Regions from separate parts of the Rattus norvegicus genome. Here region 2 is linked to region 1. Evidence: chromatin contacts called from public Hi-C data. All regions are on one chromosome and are shown on one strand. The core of a region is the stretch at or near the end of the contact, and the rest is flanking DNA. Distances in the headings are between cores, read along the strand shown.

Evidence for each region. Hi-C and Micro-C count contacts between places; a contact is called where the count stands out from the background.
Region 2: a contact with region 1 is called in a Hi-C map of the A7r5 cell line, with 3 times the contacts expected there. The contact joins the enhancer-like site here to the promoter of Galnt7 in region 1. A contact is called at or near these places in 7 of 12 Hi-C or Micro-C datasets (the A7r5 cell line, the Rat2 cell line, Schwann cells and 4 more) and 1 of 1 datasets of contacts at active chromatin or transcription factors (oligodendrocytes).

Annotation. Positions count from the first base shown.
Region 1 is chr16:37,587,748-37,590,750 of GRCr8, forward strand. Galnt7 (polypeptide N-acetylgalactosaminyltransferase 7) reads left to right here and starts at 1,675. Exons shown (of 12, transcript NM_022926.2): 1 at 1,675-1,852. The coding sequence starts at 1,727.
Region 2 is chr16:37,674,032-37,677,359 of GRCr8, forward strand. The region is part of intron 2 of Galnt7 (polypeptide N-acetylgalactosaminyltransferase 7); the gene reads left to right. Among named protein-coding and RNA genes, the nearest start is that of Hmgb2, 48 kb to the right of the region's middle. Within about 2 kb of position 1,395, at least 14 of the 93 cell types and tissues checked have an H3K27ac peak or open chromatin away from gene starts, as enhancers often do. A contact at or near this core is called in the A7r5 cell line and prefrontal cortex, where this site is marked.

The DNA.
Region 1 (3,003 bases), core at 425-2,924:
TCTGTGCTTTATATTTGCACATGCACGTGGCCTCAATTATTCCTCCTGACAATATTGTGAAGTGTTATAATCATGACTTTGGCAGATAAGGGCTCTAGGCTCAGAGAGGCTAAGTGTGACTTTTTCCTGACCCAGGCATTTAACGCAGCTTCTCATTTTCTAAAGAGTTCTCTACAAAGGCTGCCTGCCAGCAACTGTGGAGAAAAGCGAGTGTCTTAAGGCCTACCTCCAGGTTCACTTAAACAAAGTGAAGAACTCAGAGGAACACCAGCTTTTACAACCAAATGTCTGTTCATCAATTTCGAACTTTTTGGCCTTTCATATTTCAAGTTGGGGTGGCAGGGTCGTCTTAGAATAGTGACAGCAGTTGGGTGGCTCACATCACTTCAGTGACGAGAGCCACTTCTCAGCTGTTTATGTGCCCAGCTGTGCTCATAGTCATAGCTTGCCATCTTCTCAATAGAAAAACGCACCTGAACAACAGTATATAGAATGTTGGTCACTCTCAGGTAGACTTAAGCAAGTTTCACTCGTTCTTAAAGCAAAATGCATGCAGACAAGGCAATGTTAGGATTAGAAAAGGCCAATTTACACCATCCTTAAGCTTGCTACCGAAAAGCATTTGTTCGACAAATTGAGTAGTTTAGGAGTATGGCACACACTGTAGACTGTGATTTAAAGTGATTGACATCTTTGGCACAATGTACAAGGGAGAGGCGTGTAGCTAAACATTTGCCAATATCCTTTCCTGGAAAAATCAGCTGTGAGAGAAGCAACGATGCATGTGTGTAACATTTTAAAATCCACTTTCCCCAGAGTAGGAACTTACAACTCCATCAACAAGGATGGTATGGTGAGTTAGTTAGTCGACTTAGCTTTCTAAGCTCAAGAGGAAAGGTAATACTGTCTTTCCACGTGAGTCCTCTTTTAGTTCTGTGGTGTTTGCACATCTCACCTGGGCCTTTCGATTACAAATCCACCTCCTTAAGGAGCCCTGTGAAAAAAAAAGATTAAAAAAAAAATCCAGCTATAAATCAGCCACGTGGAGCTACTGCTGCAGCAGCGGTGGCTGACTTCCTGGTTTCCTTTCTGCAAGCCTCTGGCTGGGGTGATTGGGCAGTGGGCGTCGGGAAGGGCAGAGCAGCAGGGTGGCTGCAGGTCCACTTGAGGGGGGACGGGTGGCAGCATCCAGAGAGGGCACGGGCATCAAGGACAGAGTTTTGATCCATAATTACAATAAAAGTTTGGGGATCTGCAGGCTTTAGGAAGCGGAGCCTAGAGAGAGGCTAAGACCAGACCTGGGGGAAAATGTTAAGTTAGTTCCAAGGTTACTAGGGACTCGCAGGGGGGTTCTCGGGGTCGCGGGTGGAGAGAGGGGGGACTGCGGAGCTAGAGCGGGCAGGTAGAGAGAAAGGAAGCCTAGGGAGCTACACACTCCGGCCGGTCGGAGCTCTGCGGAGGCCCGCCGGAGGGGAGGGGGGTGCGGCAGCGCAGCGCAGAGGCAGGCGCAGGGAGGGGGCGGAGGGGCGAGCCAGGGGAAGGTAAAGCCGAGGGGAGTTCCGGATCTGGAGCTGGAGAGGGCAGGCGGTGGGGAGGGCGGCGGGCGTAGTGATCCGGGAGGGGGGAAAAGGAGGAGGAGGAGGAGGGCCGGGGGAGGAGGAAGGAGGGAGGGGAGAGCGGTGGCGGCGGCTGCGCCCGGCTGTGTGTCTCTCGCCGCCGGAGGAAGATGAGGCTGAAGATCGGGTTCATCTTACGCAGTTTGCTGGTGGTGGGAAGCTTCCTGGGGCTCGTGGTCCTCTGGTCTTCCCTGTCCTCGCGACCCGACGACCCGAGCCCACTGAGCAGGATGAGGGTGAGTGACCCGCCTGGCCCCCTCCGGCAGCGGCGACCTGCAACTTGTTTTGTTTGCGCGCGCGTGTGTGGCGGGAGCGAGGGGCGGCGGGGTCGCGGCCGCGTGGGCGCCGCAGCTCCGCAGGTGGCGCTGGCCCGGCGCCGGCCGATCGGGGGCGCCTAGCCCTACGCCGCGGGTACCCCTCGGCCGCTGCCGGCCGCCCCCTGGCCGCCCCTTCCTCCCGCGCGTCCCCGCCCCGGGTTCAGCGCCGTCACCCGCGCTACTGCTGCTGCTGCCGCTGCCGCTGCCGCCGCGGCGGCGACCAGGCGGCTAGGCGGCCGCTCAAACGCCGCGACTACCGGGGCGCAATCGCGGGACAGAGTCGGCTCCGGGGAGCCGAGGCTGGTCGATGTCCCACTCGGAGCTGCGACCCCCGCGCTAGCGGCGGGCGGGCGCGGGGTTGGTCCGAACTGCGGCCTGTGGCGCGTGCAGGCCTGAAGGAGGCGAGATGCCGGCGCCGCCGCTGTGGTCCGGTGGAGCAGGCCCTGCGGTCCAGCCTCTCCTGTGGTCCCGCCCAGTCCGGGTGCTCGCCGGGGGGGCGCCCCCAGCCTGCTCGCCTCGGGCTCCAGCCCACGGCGCCGCCTCCCCGCAACTCCCGTGGCCAGGAGCCGGGTGCGACGTGTTGCAGAGGCCTCGCCCCGCATCCCTGTCCCTTCGATTCCCGGACAGGGTGAGAGACGCGTCCCCACCCGCATCGGCGTCCCCGCACCCGGACGCTGGGGATCCCGTCCGCCCGCCCGCCCACTACGCTGCCTCGTCCTGCGGATCGAGAGCTGTCCGCCCTCCCCGGGCCCTAGCTGAGCTGCTCCAGCCGAGGACCTAACTTGTGCCGGCTCCTGGCCGCCCCTCGCTGCCTGCTCCATCAGCTTGACGCCGAGAGGCGCGCTCCGCTGGGACGCATCCGTCTGCCGCCCTCGGCGCTTGGCGTTAGCCTTGACAGTGCCTGGCTTTGAGGGTTTAGTCAGGCTGCTCGGAACTTTAGTTACCGGGATCCGGCCACTGTGCTACGCTCACCGGGCAGTTGGCGGCGCGAACTGCTCCGCTCCTACTTCCCCAGCTTGACCCCCAGCCCCCACCCTCAGCATGGCGAACCGTTACACCCGCCTCGAGTT
Region 2 (3,328 bases), core at 145-2,644, 86 kb after region 1:
ATTGATAAATAAATTCCAGGACACATTTTATGTGTCTTTAAATATTTGTTTTGGTTGGTTTCCTGAAGCACTATTTTCTTATCTGTGTGCTAGTCATTCCAACTCCTGGATGGCCACAATTCATTTTTCTGGTCCTTTATTTTGGGACATTCGGAACCATTCCTAGCTCCCCACTGTTGCAGAAATGCTGTGATGACTCGGTCTTTGTGTTCATTGCTAGTCATCTCAGTAGAACAGATCTCTGAGTGTCCAGGCCAGAGAACTGGCCTTTCCTCCATAGTAGTTTTCAATTCTGGAGTCTTTCCCTCTCCCTCTCCCTCTCCTTCTCCCCCTCCCCTCCATCCCCTCCCTCCTGCTGTCCACATCCAGTTTGCACGTGGCAATGATGTCATACAGAATGGAATTGTCTTGCCTTTTCTCTTATTCCTTCCTGTTTGACAACAACCTCCTTCACACATTGGCTGATCAACTCAAAATTCTTGGAGGACTTTGAGAAGAAGGTGAAAGTTCATGGCCCATTTTCCCAAGTGGCAGAGGCCTTCTTGAGATGTTGAAATGTGTTAAGTTCTTGGGTTCCTCGTGAGGTTTTTCAAGGAACATGAACTAGAATGTTTTCCAAAATCTTGGGTTTGAGCCTTCCTGGCATCTGCCTTCTTCGGGATGAAAATTTACATACATATGCTCCCGGTTCATAGAACCTGAGTCCACCATGCATGAAATGCACTGCCTGATACCTAGCAGCAGCTCAGTCTTCTTTTCTTTTTTTTTTTTCTTTTCTTTTTTTTTTTCGGAGCTGGGGACCGAACCCAGGGCCTTGTGCTTGCTAGGCAAGCGCTGCAGCAGCTCAGTCTTAATGAGTTTCAGAGGGCATTCTGTAAAAGTACTGCACCATTGCACCAGAAAAGAAGATGGGAAGTAGAGATGTACTGTAGTAGAGTGTTACCTGCCGCACAACAACCCCGGTCAGTCCCTAGCACCACCCTCCTGACCCATGGAGGCAGTTGGAGCAGGAGTTCGAGGCCAGCCTTATCTCAGGGTGAATTGGGGGCATTGGGGGCGGGGGCAGTAAAGATTCTCTTATGCCAGAAAAGAAGTAGACTCACAATTTCTTGAAATAGGATTATTAGTCTCCTCTTCTTTACTAACTATTCCCTGTATGTCCGTTACACTACATGTTAAATGAACTACCTGGACCCTAATGCTTCCAATGACCGAAATCACTGAGCATGGTTGACATAGTCACATCAGCTGCCAAAGCCAACTGGCCAGGGAGGTAATAAATGCTAGCTGTATTATGTGCTCTTCTCAACCTCTCTCAACTTTACAGTAGAGTCTGGGTGCTGTGCCTCCTTCGTTTGCAGTAGAGTATGAGTCGTGATGTAAGACTCCACAGCAAGGCACTGCAGAGTCTTCGATATCTAACGATTCTGTCTGGAAAGTATCCAGTAACACCAACCCGATGTTACCACGCTACCCTGCGAGTGCCTACCTCTTCTTCAGTCATTAACAGAGTTGAAATGTGCTTTTGGAAATGCCAGCCCTCCATATGGTGGAGGCGAGTTCCTTATTGTAATTAGAGCACCATGAAGGCGTATCGCCACTCACCGAGTGAAGAAATGTGGAGCGGAAGATGACTCAATAAACATCTGAGGGAATGTTTGCAAAGTGTGATCTTCAAATCTGTGCTGAACTTCAGCTCTCAACCTGTTCTCTGCACAACTGTTTGTAATGGCTTGCGCTTGGCACATTGCCACTGTTGCCACTGAAGGCTTCATCTAAGCAGAGCCCAGTGAAACTCATTACCGTATGCATCTAGCATAAGACCCGGTGTTTAATAAAATAAAAAAATAAAATAAAATAAATAACTCCCATCTGGACCTCAAGCCAAGAATAGTTTACTTCAGCTGAACAATGGGTTTCTTAAACATAGATTTGATGAGGTTCTACTGCTAGAAAAATTCTGCATGGCAGACTCATAAGACGTATCTAGAAAGTAAGGGTGTACCCGTCAGCAGAATGCAGGCGGGCTCTGTCGTCGGTGTGTTCTTCGTGAGCAGTGCGTCAGACCCTTCACACTCTGCGAAGCACCTTATACATTGCACTCTTGCTTCTCTCTCTACCCTCTTTCCTTCTCCATTCCTTCTGTTTTTAACTTCCGGGATGTCCATTCTCTGTCTTTGTGAGGTGCCTGAAATCCCTCACAGAATGAGCAAAGCCTACATTAATTAACTAGCTTGGAGACGCCAACCCACACATCTGGGCACGGTCTACAGGGTGTCGATCCTTCACTCTCTTAGTGGTTGCTGTTTTAGCTCAAGTATATTGGTGTTTGATAAGCTGGCATTTCTATAAAATTAGAATATCATATGCAAGCTCATATGTGAAACGAGAGTCCAATATAGCTATAAACATATGGCTTGCACTGTGAAGTGTTCTTTTTTCTTTTCTTTTCTTTCCCAGGGAGTTTTGAAGAAATATACAAGAACATATGTCCTGGCCTAGGACTCACTGCCAGATTTTTTTTTTTTTGACTGTGGTTTGAGATTTCAGATCATTAACTGGACACATCTGTCTGAGTATGTTTTTCTTTAAAAAAAAAAAAAAGAGAGAAACTCTGAAGGAAGCTATCCCAAAAAAACACAGTTTAGCATTCCTAAGGGTTTTTTTAAACATATTTAATGTCCTCGACCGTTCAAAGCAGGCAGAAATCCTCCAGGCTGTGTGGCCGTCATTTTTGTTAGTAGCTAAGCATTCCTTCTGTCTGGGTGAAAATGCATAAGTTATTTTCCTATTTGCTTTATAAGCATGTACTTGTAAGTGATGGTGAGGAAACTTATGGCCTAAGGGAAAGAACTTTAAAGCTAGAACTGAAGGATTCACTCTTAAAACCACTTCCATTGTTAACTTTGACTGGGCAAGTCATACAACCTAAAGTCCTCAGTTCCTATACGTAGAAAATGAATGATTTTTTTAAAAAAAAATCTTGTCTTGCAAGAGACTTGGATGAGATGATATGTGTGGGAGAGCTTTGGAAAGAGTGAGTGAGGGCTATGAGAAATACACTTCCTGTCTGGGAAGGAATGAACAGTGTACTTGATAACAGAACCACCGGTTTTCTGACCCAATCGTCCAGAGTTCTAAGAGCCTTTCAGGGATGCTGAACACGTGCTTAGAAATGATGCTCTAACATTTCTCATGGGCACTCAAGTCTCTGCTCTGTGTCCAGTACAGTGCTGTCCACCCAGCTGCCCATACTTTGTCCTCTGACTCTGGCCTGAGTGTCTGTGATGCCACCTGTCTTCATAGCAGAGAGGCATAAGGTCACCAT